Linked DNA regions of Mus musculus: all the other regions are linked to region 5. The links are chromatin contacts, called in public Micro-C and promoter capture Hi-C maps. All regions are on one chromosome and are shown on one strand. Each heading gives the region's core, a stretch centred on a gene start, on an enhancer-like site or on the middle of the called end of the contact. The rest is flanking DNA. Distances are from core to core; before and after follow the strand shown.

What was found. A called contact is a pair of places that touch in the nucleus more often than the background predicts. Capture Hi-C pulls out chosen DNA fragments and counts their contacts.
Region 1: a contact with region 5 is called in a promoter capture Hi-C map of adipose tissue. The contact joins the promoter of Zc3h8 here to the promoter of Sirpa in region 5. A contact is called at or near these places in 1 of 39 promoter capture datasets (hippocampal neurons) and 1 of 9 other capture datasets (adipose tissue).
Region 2: a Micro-C map of embryonic stem cells shows a contact between it and region 5, with 2.4 times the contacts expected there. The contact joins the promoter of Vinac1 here to the promoter of Sirpa in region 5. A contact is called at or near these places in 1 of 484 Hi-C or Micro-C datasets (embryonic stem cells) and 1 of 115 datasets of contacts at active chromatin or transcription factors (embryonic stem cells).
Region 3: a contact with region 5 is called in a Micro-C map of embryonic stem cells, with 3 times the contacts expected there. The contact joins the promoter of Cpxm1 here to the promoter of Sirpa in region 5. A contact is called at or near these places in 5 of 39 promoter capture datasets (the 3T3-L1 cell line, hippocampal neurons, liver and 1 more) and 1 of 484 Hi-C or Micro-C datasets (embryonic stem cells).
Region 4: a Micro-C map of embryonic stem cells shows a contact between it and region 5, with 2.8 times the contacts expected there. The contact joins the promoter of Ebf4 here to the promoter of Sirpa in region 5. A contact is called at or near these places in 3 of 39 promoter capture datasets (embryonic stem cells, hippocampal neurons and liver), 1 of 484 Hi-C or Micro-C datasets (embryonic stem cells), 5 of 115 datasets of contacts at active chromatin or transcription factors (the NIH/3T3 cell line, bone marrow-derived macrophages, embryonic fibroblasts and 1 more) and 1 of 9 other capture datasets (liver).

What each region holds. Positions count from the first base shown.
Region 1 is chr2:128,942,611-128,945,310 of GRCm38.p6, forward strand. Zc3h8 (zinc finger CCCH type containing 8) reads right to left here and starts at 1,410. Exons shown (of 9, transcript NM_020594.2): 1 at 1,238-1,410. The coding sequence starts at 1,314.
Region 2 is chr2:129,064,563-129,067,262 of GRCm38.p6, forward strand. Vinac1 (vinculin/alpha-catenin family member 1) reads right to left here and starts at 1,347. Exons shown (of 11, transcript NM_001370941.1): 1 at 575-1,347. It overlaps Ttl (tubulin tyrosine ligase), which reads left to right and starts at 1,385. Exons shown (of 7, transcript NM_027192.2): 1 at 1,385-1,741. The coding sequence starts at 1,585.
Region 3 is chr2:130,396,285-130,398,984 of GRCm38.p6, forward strand. It overlaps Cpxm1 (carboxypeptidase X 1 (M14 family)), which reads right to left and starts at 1,345. Exons shown (of 14, transcript NM_019696.2): 1 at 1,075-1,345; 2 at 47-208. The coding sequence starts at 1,222.
Region 4 is chr2:130,294,492-130,297,191 of GRCm38.p6, forward strand. It overlaps Ebf4 (early B cell factor 4), which reads left to right and starts at 1,448. Exons shown (of 17, transcript NM_001110513.1): 1 at 1,448-1,658. The coding sequence starts at 1,522.
Region 5 is chr2:129,591,543-129,594,242 of GRCm38.p6, forward strand. Sirpa (signal-regulatory protein alpha) reads left to right here and starts at 1,297. Exons shown (of 9, transcript NM_001355158.1): 1 at 1,297-1,533; 2 at 2,062-2,152. The coding sequence starts at 2,071.

The DNA of each region.
Region 1 (2,700 bases), core at 160-2,659, 650 kb before region 5:
TCTTCTGGTACGTCTAAAGTCAGCTACAGTGTACTTATGTATAATAATAAATAAATCTTTGGACCGGAGCAAGCAGGGACTGATGGAGCAGGGCCAACTGGATTGAGAGGGGTTGACCAGAGCGAGCAGAGGTCCTTAAAAAAAATTCAATTCCCAACAACCACATGAAGGCTCTCAACCATCTGTACAGCTATAGTGTACTCACATACATAAAACAAATAAATCTTTTTTAAAAAAAGTTTCACATTAATTACACAGCAAAGCTATGGTAGCCCAATTAGGCTAACAGTTTCCACTAAGGTATTTGAGACTGAGCAGTGAACATATACATATATCCTTTCCCCTTGAAACAGTGTTTCCCCTATGTAGCTGAGGTTGGCTTGGAACCTGCTATTTAGACCAGGCTGGTCCCAGTCTCCCAAGATCTGCCTGCCTTTCAAATGCTGAGATTAATAGGCCCAGCCCAACACTGTAATGTTATCTTAATGAGGGTGGAAAAAAACTCGTGAAGGATGTGTCAAGGGTTCCACTGAGGAAAGAGAGAACATAGAAGACAAGGATTTAGGAGAGATGGAGTTTGAGGGCATTATCAACTCAAAAAACTAAAAAGTGGGCCGGGCAGTGGTGGCACATGTCTTTAATCCCATACTTGGGAGGCAGGGTCAGTCGGGTTTCTGAGTGAGTTCCAGGACAGCCAGGACTACACAGAGAAACCCTGTCTCGAAAAATTAAAACCAAAAAAAAAAAACCAAAAAAAAAAACCAAAAACCAAAAAAACCTAAAAAGTGAGTGGGTATCTGCACAGAAATCCCGCACTCTGACTAAGTACGAGATTAACAACACGCTTTTCCAAATTAACAGAAAAACTAAGCCGAAATGATGCTTGCTGCTTTATTCTGGGAGTTCTGGTTCAGGATCACTGGCAGAGCAGTCTATGTATCCTTCAACTCTCGAGGTGCCGGCAAAGCCACCTCGGAGGTGACTGACAGCAAACACGTTAAGCGCACGTGCAAGGGGAGCAGCCGGCCCCTGGGGGCAGATTCAGAGGCTGGGGCCTCCTCCCGCCGCCCGGCCACTGCCCTCGCCCGCAGTCCCTACTCTGACTTCCACCCCACTTCCCCTTCCGACCTCCCCGCTCCGGTCCCGGCCCACGCGCCAGCCAGGGCTCGCCGGTTTCCAGGAGCGAGGGGGCGGAGCCCAAGCGGTGCCCTGCAAAGGACCAGAACGTGGGGATCACCTTTCCTCAGGGTCGGCGGCCGGTTTTTTGCCGAGGGCCGGATTGGGGGGCTTTGAAAAGAGATTTTCAAAATCCATAACTCAGACAGGGACCGTTCCTCTCCACGCCGAGCAGGTACTGAACAACCAGCGAAGCGGAGGCTACAGTCGCGCCAAGGGCCACACGCTCCGCCCAGCGCACGCGCACGCGCTCGCGCTCATGTTGCTTGGGCGCGACTCCGCGCGACCTGGCCAGCCCTACCACGCATGCGCAGTTCTCACCGTTGGTGGGGAGGCTTTCGGTGCCTGAGCTGCGCACGCGCAACTCTCTGTACTTATGTCCGATTCGTTCCTTAGTGCAGCACTACAATGTCGTTAAAAAATTAAAATAATCTTTAGGATTCTTCTTTAGAAAGCTGTGCTATTTTTATATGTACGAGAGAGAGACAGAGAGAATGAGTGCAGATGCCCGCGGAGGCCAGTTATTGTAACCCACCTGACATGAGTGTTGGGAACAGAACGCAAGACCTTTATGTTTTAACTATTGAGCCATATATCTCTTCCAGCCCCTTTAAAATTGACAGGTGACCAAGCAAAATTAATTGCACAAAAAGGAACCTAGACGATCTCTTCTGAGTAAACACATAAATATATTTAAAGCAGGCAAATTCAATAGAAAGTACTAAGTATTAAGACTATTTGGGGGTGGGGGGGTGGGGGGGTGCAGTCTTAGAGACCTGCAGATGAAGATGCAAAACTCTCAGTTCCTGCTGCACCATGCCTACCTGGATGATGCCATGCTCATTCCTTCATGATAATGGACTGAACCTTTGAATCTGTAAGCCGGCCCCAATGAAATGTTGTCCTTATAAGAGTTGCCTTGGTCATGATGTCTGTTCACAGCAGTAAAACCCTAAATAAAATGGAAGCTGGTAGCCGGGCGTGGTGGCGCACGCCTTTAATCCCAGCACTTGGGAGGCAGAGGCAGGTGGATTTCTGAGTTCCAGGCCAGCCTGGTCTACAAAGTGAGTTCCAGGACAGCCAGAGCTATACAGAGAAACCCTGTCTCGAAAAACCAAGAAAAAAAAAAATGGAAGCTGGTACCAGGGATAGGTCTGACCATGCTTTTGTTTGGAAGAATGTTGATTTCAGGACTTTGGATTTGGAAAGCGGTGGAATGTTTTAAATGGGGCTTAATGGACCATCCTAGTAGGAATATGGAAGACTTGCTGAGAATAACTGTGCAGACCAGGCCCAAGAGGTTTCAGAGAAGAATTTTCAGTTTGTGGCATAGAGACTGTTTTTGTGGTATTTTGGTGAAGAATGTGGCTGCTTTTTGCCCTTGTCTGAGAGTCTATGTGGGGCTAAGGTAAATATATATATTAATTGCATTGACAAAGGAAGTCTCAAAAAAGCCCAACATAGACTTTGTTCTCTGGTTAAATCTCATGAAGAGGTTTTTTTTTTTTTTTGAATAAGTGTAGC
Region 2 (2,700 bases), core at 97-2,596, 530 kb before region 5:
TCTTTCTTTCTTTCTTTCGGGTTTTTTGTTTTGTTTTGGTTTGGTTTAGTTTTTCGAGACAGGGTTTCTCTGTATATAGTTCTGGCTGTCCTGGAACTCACTCTGTAGACCAGGCTGGCCTCGAACTCAGAAATCCGCCTGCCTCTGCCTCCCAAGTGCTGGGATTAAGGGCGTGCTCCACCATTGCCCAGCTAAGACTCTTTTCTTAAGAGTATACTTATTAATATCTGTAAAGAACTCTCTATCTGTAGATTCACTTTGTCCCATCTTGAGAGATACCCATGAAATGCACACAACCCAGAACTGATGTCTTCTGACCTAAGACGGGTGCTGATAGCTTCCAACAGAACAGCTAGGCACTGATGGCACCTAGTATCAGCCTCTGCTGATGGCAGCAGGCAATAAAAGCCAGAGCTGATGGCTCCTGGCTTAACATGGGCACTGATGGTACCCAACCAGGAACTGATGGCCCCAACTATCCGCCTCTACTGATGGCAGAAGACAATTTAACTGCACACTCCTTGTCCAATGGATTTGTAAGACCCAGTTAAGAGTCCTATCTGTGTCCACTTACCTTATTCAATGTCGCTGTTCGGGTGCCAAATTAGAACATTGGGAGCCTCCTGGCCCGGGCCAGGGGTAGCAGTGGAGTCACAGAGTAAGGACTCTGGTGATGGCTTTAACGTCTGAGGGTCTTGGGGCTTTCTAGCTCTCTAATTATACTGAAATGCTGATGATAACTTCTAAAAAGTCCTAAAAACTTTCTTGCTCTTTCTGAGGGCTTGCTTGCTGGCTTAGGCGATTAACACCTGTAGCCTATCAGGGGAGGATTAAGCAATACAGCCTTTGTTCTATCTCAGCAGGAATCTTTCCTAAAATGAGTCCCTCATAGCCTTGCTTAATGAGGGCTCACTGTCGCAGATTATATAATAATCCAAGGCAGGCTACTTCAGGATGATCACCTGCTAGTTATTAGCTTGTCCCATTATGGCTCCTGACATGTGTCCGATTTTACCGCACCCAGATCAAACCCAGAGCTCAGTGCTGGCTAAGCAAGCACTCTACCAACTGAGCTACACCCATGCCTGGATCTTTTGTTTCATCCACCAAATCTGATTTTGAACTTGGTGGAAGACCCAGACAGAGGGCGGAAAGGGATATTGGCGGGCTATGGCGCAGCTGGAATTATTTCCCTTGGTCTCTCCACCGCAGTTTGCTATTACTGCAGCCACACTTGAGACCCATGTCACCGGCCACACACTGAGTGGCGGGGCGGCCCTGGTGGGCCCTGCTTGGGAGCTCCTGCCGCCGCAACCCGCAGACCTGCCCTTAGCGCCGCGCGGAATCACGGTCGTGGGCGGGGCGCCGGCGGTGGGCGGGGCGCTGGGGGTGGGCGCGGCGTCCGGGTGGCGCTCGCCACTCGGGCGGTGGCGCGGGCGCCCAGGGCAGACACTAGGGTAATCCGGAGGCGCGGCCCTGGAATTAGACCGACAGCGGGGCTGAGGCTGAGGCTGGGGCAGTGTGCACGCGGGGCCGCCGTGCCCTGGACTCGTGTAGCGGCTGCGGGGCGCGCTGCCCTTCGCCATGTACACCTTCGTGGTGCGCGACGAGAATAGCAGCGTCTACGCCGAGGTCTCCCGGCTGCTGCTGGCCACCGGCTACTGGAAGAGGCTACGGCGAGACAACCCCAGGTTCAACCTGATGCTGGGGGAGAGGAACCGACTGCCCTTCGGGAGACTAGGTGAGCCCTTCCCTCGTGGCCGCTGCGCGCATGAATCGGAGAGCGAGCGCTTTTGTTTTTTAAGGTCATTAATCTTCCCTAGGCGCGAGCTCACCTTAGCAGATATAAAATGGGTCTAGCAAGACCTAAACCCGTAGCTGGATTTGGAACGGAGTCTGGGTGCGGTTGCCCTGTCTGCTGACAGTGACCTATACCCGCACTCAGGGTGTCGGCCTGGTTCCCCTGCTTCCCTGGGCCCGCATCAGTCATCTTGCAGCTTTCCGCCACTTAGGATTCAGCTCTGTGTGGTGTGGGCGTGGAAGGGGAGTTGAAACCGCCGAGGCTTGGGTTACCCGGAGGCCAAGATGAACCGGCAGGGAATTTGGAGAAAACTCACTGACTTACCCAAAGCAGGAGCTTCCAGGGAAGCTGGAGCGTGGGGAGCTGTTCCATTTCAGACCTTTCCTTTAGCTGCACCAAAAGTTTACATTTGCAGCTGCATTTAGTGATGTTTTCTTACACGATCTTGGGTGACTTTTGCTCTCCTCATCCACATGTGCGAAACTGGCTTGGTACCATTCTATTCGCGTACTCTCATGTAGGAAGGGACAGCAACTCCCTTTTAAATGACGTAATCTTGAAGTTGTCCTAATGGGTTCAACTAGCATCCCACAGACTTGAACCTGGTCTCATGGTCCCTTCACTACATAGTCATCTGGGGAGGGCTTGCCTCTCTCTGGGTGTCTGGTTCTTTTCCAGAATTTCACTTGGGGGTGGGATCATTTGTATTTCAAGGACAGAAGAGGAGGGGGGCATCTCTACCTTAGCAAACACCCCAGAAAGTAGTGTCCCGTGTCCTGAAGAGGAGAGGTTTTTTTCAGACATAGGTGTGGTCAGCGGTGGATGAGGCTAAACGGAAAGCAGTTTGTTTGGAACTAACAGGCAATTTGGCAAGCTTGCATAGGGCACTTGGGTGACAT
Region 3 (2,700 bases), core at 95-2,594, 800 kb after region 5:
CCTAAGCTTGTTCATAGGCTAGGCGGGGCCCCTGGGTAAGCAATACCTGGTTCTTGTTTCTCAGGGAGAGTGAGGGTCTTTGCTGGGTGAGTGGGCACCACAGGCCTAGCAGTCCCCAAGGGACCAGGGTGCCTTAGCTTCTTTCGCTTCTTGACAACGATCTTTTTTTTCTTGATGACTCGAAGCCGGACATGCCGTTCTGAGGTCTCTAGGGTACCAGGGGACAATGTACCAAAGAAGAGAAGAATGTCATGAAACCCAGACGGAAAGGTCTGCTAGCCCAAGAAGGCATTTGGGCATATGTGACACCTACAACAATTACTGACATCCTAGCACAGCACACAAGACCTGTTTCCTAACTCCACCTGCCTCTTTTAGTCATTTCTTCAGTTTTTCCTTCTTAACACAACATCTTTGGCTCACGTCCCCTCTGACTCCCTGATTCAGGGGAGAGCAACACTGAGCCATTAGAGACTGGTCACTCTGAAGGTCTGAAGTTAGTTTTTAACCTCCAGGCCTTGCTCTGGTCCGTCCTCTTCGGTAATACTACCTCCTGTCTCTAATCTTGCATCTACTCTCATCAACCTCCAAGCCTTCCTTATCTTCAGACTAAGCCTCGGGTCTTTTCCTGAATGAAGTCCGTGCTTGGCCTACCTGCTGGCCTCAGAGCTCCTAACTAAGGAAGAAGTTGGGAAGCCAGACAGTCTGCCTGCGCCCATCACGAGGCAGTGATCTTTCCTCCAGGCAGCCTCACTCCCTGTCTTTTCCCCTCCAGTCCATGGCCTTACACACCATCCTGCATAGGCTTGTCCCCTTTTAGTCTGGTGTCTCTTCACCTTTCCAGATTCTGGCCTCAAATTTCATTTGTGAAGAAGGCAGGCTGGAGTTGGGGCAGCCAGCATCCCGCTGGGCCTGCCCTAAGACTGCTGACTAGGTCTGGCCAGGATGGGGCTGCTGACTCAGCAGCCATTGCACTGGGCTGTGCTTGTCCCCGTTCACAGGGCGAGCTGGAGGACCCAGCTGGGGGAGTGGGTCTGACCTGCCCAGCAGCCGACCATGGGACCCAGAGCTCACCATTTGCCTTTGTGGACGGCTGTGCAACGCTGCTGTGTGGAGCCAGGGTTGAGCCCGGCGCCAGGCCCGGCACTGAGGCGCTGGGAGCCCCCAGCCCCAGACCGACGGAAGGCGCAAAGGCGGTCACTGCGAGCAAGAGACCCCACATAGCGGGAAGGGTCGACGAGCGCGCTGTGCCGAGGTTCTTGGTGGGTTCTCTTCTTCCTGCGGGCGTCTGCGGAGCCCCCCGCCCCTTCCTGCTCGCCCGCCCTCCACCGCCCCACGCCCCTCTGCAGCCTCCGGCCCGCCCACAGCCACTCTCTGGAATCCGACACCCTAGGAGGGGGAGGGCTGCGGAGAGCCGCGACATCCCCCGGGGGCGGCTGACTCTGGTGAACCGCGAGGACCCCCGGGGGGGGGGGAGGGCGGCGGGCTGGGGTCCAGAGACCCAATGTCGCAGCCTCACCGGTGTCCGGCCCTACACAGGCTGCAAAGTCACCGCACATTCTGTTCGACTGCGCGCGCCTATCCCATCTGCAGGCACCTATGCAAGGCGCTCTGCACGTGGTCTGAATCTTAGTCAAACTTCAGTTTGCAGGCTGATAAACTGAAGCTTGCATTGGGCCTTGTTGACGTGGCCAAGGTAACAAAAGCTGGGGGCTTTGGAAACTACAACTTGAGAGGAAAATCCATCCAGAACTTAGGGTGCCTTGCTGGGGTGGGTAGGGCAACGGGGAAAGACCGCAGGAGAGCAGTGGGGGTGGAAGGCTAGGGTTGCGTTGTGGGGGTGAGGGGTCCTCCATTAAACCCAAAAACAAACTGTGGGTGCAAAGAGAGGCGGCGCTTCCTCTCCGACCCGCCTCCTCTCTTTTTCCCTCCCGGGGCTGCCACGTTTTGGGGTTACATAACTCGAGGAAGGCAGCCAGAGCTGATAACCAGAGGGCTGGCGTCAAGAACCGTGAGACCAAGTCTAGTCTTAATGGGATTCCCGCACTTCTCGATCCACCTCCTTCCCCTCCTCCTCCCATCCTCCTCCAGGAGTTCTCTGACCTGTTTTCCCCAGGACCCCTCTAGATTCTCCCCACACCGGAGTCACCTGCCCCAAAGAAAGGCCTGTGCCACTGGTGCTTGCTCTGCCTTCGCTGTAGTCCCCCAAGAAGTGTCTATGTAAATGAGCTGAATAACCTCAAGTCAAGCCTGCACCTTTCAGAACCACCTTTCTGGTTCTGCAGCAGAACCAGAGCCTGGTGGAAATGCGTGGGGCCAGGTGTGGGGCTCCTGAACTGAGGCCACCTCCTATAGGGACCACTGCAAAGGAGTAAGCCCTGTCATCTAGCCCAACTATGGCACTCCAGGAGGGTCAGAGAACTCTGAGAAGGGAGTGATCACGGAGGACCCATACATGTCCAAGTCCCGTTTTGGTGCTCCCACCTAAGAAGCAGTGCTAGGCTCAGCTCACCAGATAGGCATAGAGAAGTTTAAGGAAGACACCATGTTCTACTGTCCTTTCTGATGCTGTGACAAAATACTCGGACAAAAGGCAACTTGGGGAAGGTAAGGATTTATTTCTAATTACAGGTTCATTCAGGGAAGTTGAGGCAGAACTCAGGCAGGAACGAACTTGAAAAACAGAAACCAGAGGAAACC
Region 4 (2,700 bases), core at 198-2,697, 700 kb after region 5:
AACGGACTCAGAAAGAAGGCTGGAGAAAAGGAGGTGAGCTGGACTTAGGTTTAAGAGCCCAGCTCACCTGAGCCTTTCAGAAACGTCTACTTGCTTTCAGAAGCAAGAGATTTCTCAAAAACTCAGGTGGGAATGTAAACTTAAGTTTAGGTAATCCAGGGACAGGAACAAGAATGGGAGGTGCAGGACTCGGGTAGCTCAGCTTGCCTGGGGCCGCATCTTCACCACAAGGTGAGAGACCCTTAAGCGCTAAGGCGCGGAGGTTAAGCCGAGGTCAAGTGGCACCAAGGGTGCAGCGACTCCTAGAATCAAGCGTTGGCTGAGGAGAGGGCGGCGCATACTTAGGAGAAGAAGATGGGACCACAAAGATGCTGGAGCTTCGTCTGGTGGCGACGGGGAGGCCGTGGTGATTCCCCAGCGTGGTGTGGACGAGCTGCCCTGCTTAGGCCGGGCTTCCTCGCCGCGCAGCCCCCAGCCCATCCTTTCCCCATCTTCCCTGGCCTGGGCCAGCTTCCCGGCGCCCCTCCACCGAGGCCGTGGCCCCCAGCCCGGCTACGGACTCGTCAGGGTCCGCCCCGCCGCCGCGGCCCCAGCCCGGCCGCTCCTCCCCCGATGATGTCACGTCCCTGGCCGCCCCTCGGCCGGCCTCGCGCCCCGCCCCCGCCTCCCCTGGCCCCGAGTCCCCTGGGCCCACCCGCTTGCGACAGCCCTCCTCTTGCCCGTGCTCCCTCCCTACGGCTCCCGCTCCCCAGGGAGCGGCGGCGGCGGCGGGATGGCCAGGGCCCGCGGCCAGGCCCCGGGGAGCGGCGGGCGGCGGCGGCCGCGGCGGGGAGGCGCGGGGACCGGGCCCCGGGGGGACTCGGCCGGTCTGCTGCTGCTCCTGCTGCAGGTGCTGCCGCCCGGGGCAGCGGCAGGCCCGGGGCGCCGGGGCACTCGGGGGCCTGGCGGCGGCTGCGTCTGCTGGCCCGGCGCCGGCCCTGCTTTTCCACGGGACGCGCGTCTGCTGCTGTTGCTGCCGCCCCGGCCACCACCGTCGCCGCCGCCGACCTCCACGGCCGCAGCCTCCCCCTCTCGGATGGTAATCAGCGCCCCGCGCGGGCGCCGCGGGCGGGCGGGGGAGAGACCCGGGTGGGGGGAGGGCGGGCACCTCGCGGGGCGCTCGCCCCCCCCTCCGACGACCGCCGCGCTGGGCAGCCGCCAGAGCGCGCCTCTGGGGCGCCTCCGTGCGGAGCCGGTGCGGGCTCCGCTCTCAGTCTGTTCACTGGCTCTCAGGCCGCGGGGGAATCCCTCCATCTCCCCGCCCCGCGCCCCGGGAGGGGAGGGGACAGCGCCGGCGCCCGGGGACCCGTTTTCTCTGAGAAAGCACCCGCGAGGCGAGCGGCACTGAGGCGCCGGGACTCCGTGCAGCGCTGCGCTCCTGGAGGCTCCTGGTGCCGTCGGGTCGGGCTGAGCTGAGACGCCCACAGCCTCGGCGGGACGGGATCCCTGGCAGTTGGGGGCGCCCACGAACTGCGGGTCCTTATGTTCCCCGCACAGGACGCTCTGCCCCGCGGTGGGCTCCATCTGAAAGAGGAGCCGCTGCTGCCCTCCAGCCTGGGCTCGGTGCGCTCCTGGATGCAGAGCGCGGGCATCCTGGACTCCAACACCGCGGCGCAGAGGTAAGCGCTCCACCCGAACTAGCACGCTGGTTGGACCGCTTAGTGTCGCCTTCGTCCTGCACGCCTAGCTACTGGAGCGAGGGGTGGAGGGAGTCCTAACTCTTGACTGTCCCGACGAAGTCTCCTGTTCACCCTGTGTGAGTTTGACTTCTTCCTGAGGATATGGGGCGGGTTGCTCACTAGGGTCCAGGGTTCTGGAGGTGGTGTCGCCTCCTCCCGCACACCTGGAGCCATGGCCCACAGTTACTAGTCATCTAGAGATGTACAGCCCCTTCTTCCTGTGCAGTCTCTACCGTTCCACTTGTCCAGTTCCGTGGCTACCCAACAAGAAAGGCAAGAAACTCTGTGGTGTACAGAACCAGAGATGTGGGTGGGGCTGAAGAGAGGCTTAGCCAGTGGGCAGTTAGCCTTGCTGAACTGATTGGGGCTGAGAATGAGGCTGGACTCCTCCGTCTGAGTGGTTTTGGTTAGAACCTGAAGGAGACTGGAAGCTCTTGGGAATTAGCAGAATCGGCTCTGGTTACTTTTCAGGGGGAGGCATAGGGGACTAGACAGGAGACTTCTGTAAGGAATGGACACCAGAATTTGGATGGGGACTTTGAAAGCTTGTTAACTCAGTCACGGCAGCAGCTGGAACCTGGTCTCTGTAACACTCCCTCTCATTATACAACATGGACTGGAGGTTATACGTCTGATCAGATGCTCACGGTGCCTCACGCTAAGTAGGTGTCCCTGCGGACATCCAGGACAGGGTAGGCACTGGCTCTTCAAGTTTTAAATAGCTTCTGTCCAGTATCTGAAGGGTGTCGAAGCAGACCAGGGCTGGCACATCACTCCCATCCACACACCCAGACTTGATCAGGTATCACTTGTGGTGCTTCCCAGCCTCACCCAGTACTAGACAGAGAGTGTTTTCTGGACGAAGGGGTGCAGTATTTTTGCACATCTGTCTTCAAAGAGAGAGTGCTGAGCTTTCTGTTGAATGATCTCTCCTGGACAGGAAAGGGTATTCCAGATGAGCCGATTCCAGTAAGTTAGAGTC
Region 5 (2,700 bases), core at 47-2,546:
TCCCTACAAGACCTCCTCTGTTCATTCTTGTCTTCCCCTGCACCTTCTCCCAGTCTGCAAGTGAGTTCTTGTAATCCCCTAGGTCCAAAGAAATACAACTAATCTTCCTGCTAGGGCTGCCCCATGGTCCCTTAAGGATTGCTGCTGCCAAACACTTCTCAAACACTGTCCTTGCCCTTGGTACATGGTAGGCTCTTCTTAAAATGCAGTGCAAATATCAGCTCATGTAACTCTCCCAGTGGCAGTTCTGGGTCGCTGCTTATGTTGGCCTGGTCTGCTTTAAAAAGAGCAGAGACACAGAAACAAGGTCTTTCTCCAAGACTGCAGCTTCTTAGACCAGGAGGAACGATCTAAGGCTTGGAAGCTGGGTCCTGGGTTCAACAGATGCACCCTTCCTGCCTCTCAAAAACAAACAAACAAACAAACAATAAAAGAAGAAAAGAAAGAAAAAAAACTAAAAAATCTCCCAGGCTTTTGGTCATGGGTGCAGAGGACTCTGTGGTGTGTGTGTGCGTGCGCGCGCACCATTGCATAAGGGGCTTTCTACATCATTAGGCAATCATCCTCCACTCCTCTGCCCCTAAACATCCTCTTTATTGAGAGGATGGGCCAGTAGGGCCTGTCTTGCTTCATTATGTCCCTCAACCACCATTGTGAGAAGCAAAATTTGCTATCTCTGAACTTCCAACTCAGAAACTCTCCAGTTAATAAGAGAGGGTCTTGATTCCTCTTCCCTGCCTTGGTGCCCAGCCTTCTGCCGATTAACCAAGCACCTGACCTAGCTCATGGAAATCCAGAGCTAGGGTACATTTTGCATCCAGAGGCTCTGTCCTTTGGGATAGGCTCTCCTGTCCCTCCTCTTCCTCATTAGGGTAACTATTTTGCAGCCCAGGTCTCTCCTAGTACAGTGCTGCCTGGGCCCTCTCCACCTCCAATCTATTCTCCCTGATAGAAGGCCTCTGGTCTGTCTCCTCCCTAGGGCCCAGCCCTGCCCCTCTCCTTTCCCTGCCACAGCATTTTTGCTGCTCCTCTCCCCCAGCGCGTCTTTACCAAGAGGCACTGAAGTCCTTCCTACACACACGCTATTTTTGTACCATCACTCTCTCCTTCCTCTCCCCCTTCCCCCTGCATTTACTTCCTGCTTTTGCTATACCTCGGGGCCAGCTAGGAAAGATTTGGGCCCCTAGGACTCACGCCCACCCGGAGGCCGACCTTCGGCTTTGGGACACACAAGCAGGGCCTCTCGGGGAGGGGCAGAAAGCAAACCTCCCCGCCCCCTCCACTCTCCACCCTTGCAAGCTCCCCTGCCGCGGGCAGCCTCTTGCCCACTGGAGTCTAAGGACTGGCCGGGTGAGAGGCCGAGACCAGGGGGCGATCGGCCGCCACTTCCCCAGTCCACCTTAAGAGGACCAAGTAGCCAGCCCGCCGCGCCGACCTCAGAAAAACAAGTTTGCGCAAAGTGGTGCGCGGCCAGCCTCTGGGCAGAGGGAGCGGTGCTTCCACCGCCTGGCAGCCCTGCGCGCGGCGGCGCAGGTCCGAGCGGCTGGCGGGGACCCGCACGGGCAGAGCGGGCTCGCGCAGAGCCGAGGCGGGCGGCGCAGCTCGCGGGGCGCACTGGGGCGCGGGCGGGAAGGTGCGGGCGCGAGGAGGGGGCGCTCGGCCGGGCCGCCCTCGCGCTGGCCTCGCGACGGCTCCGCACAGCCCGCACTCGCTCTGCGAGCTGTCCCCGCTCGCGCTTGCTCTCCGATCTCCGTCCCCGCTCCCTCTCCCTCTTCCTCTCCCCCTCTTTCCTTCTCCCTCGCTATCCGCTCCCCCGCCCCCGTGCCTCTGGCTCTGCGCCTGGCTCCCTCGGGTCCGCTCCCCTTTCCCGCCGGCCTGGCCCGGCGTCACGCTCCCGGAGTCTCCCCGCTCGGCGGCGTCTCATTGTGGGAGGGGGTCAGATCACCCCGCCGGGCGGTGGCGCTGGGGGGCAGCGGAGGGGGAGGGGCCTTAGTCGTTCGCCCGCGCCGCCCGCCCGCCTGCCGAGCGCGCTCACCGCCGCTCTCCCTCCTTGCTCTGCAGCCGCGGCCCATGGAGCCCGCCGGCCCGGCCCCTGGCCGCCTAGGGCCGCTGCTGCTCTGCCTGCTGCTCTCCGCGTCCTGTTTCTGTACAGGTAAGCACCCTCAGCTCCTACTGCCACCCTCCCCAAGCTGCGGGCTCAGGCCCCGCACACTGTCGCTAAGCTAATGTCGACAAATCCCTGTAACGGGGGTTACAGATGCAGAGTTGAGGCCCAGAGAGGGTCAGCCACTTGCCCAAGGTCACATAGCCTAGGCTAGAAGCCGGGATAGAACTCTTCTTATCCGGATCTGCCTTGTGGACTGTGACTGGGTAGCCCAGCGTTGGGCTGCGGGGTATAGGAATGAGTTGGTTTACCGTACCCTTTGCCAAACCTGAATGGGGAAGCAGACTGGCAATTGCTTTGGGCAATCGGGCTCCTGGTTTCCCCATATGCTCCCTTGCTAGACTTGATTGGAGAGAGGGTCGGGGCAGAGGTTGGGCGCGCTGTTGAGCTGTTGGGATGGGGGAAGAGTGAGCTTTCGCCCTAGTACCAGAGCAAGCAGGGTTAGTGTATGGAGGTAGAGACAGGAAGAGAGGCCGGAGTAATCCACGGACCCTTGGGAGACACAGTGGATTTACCTGTGGTGGGCACAGCCCTCT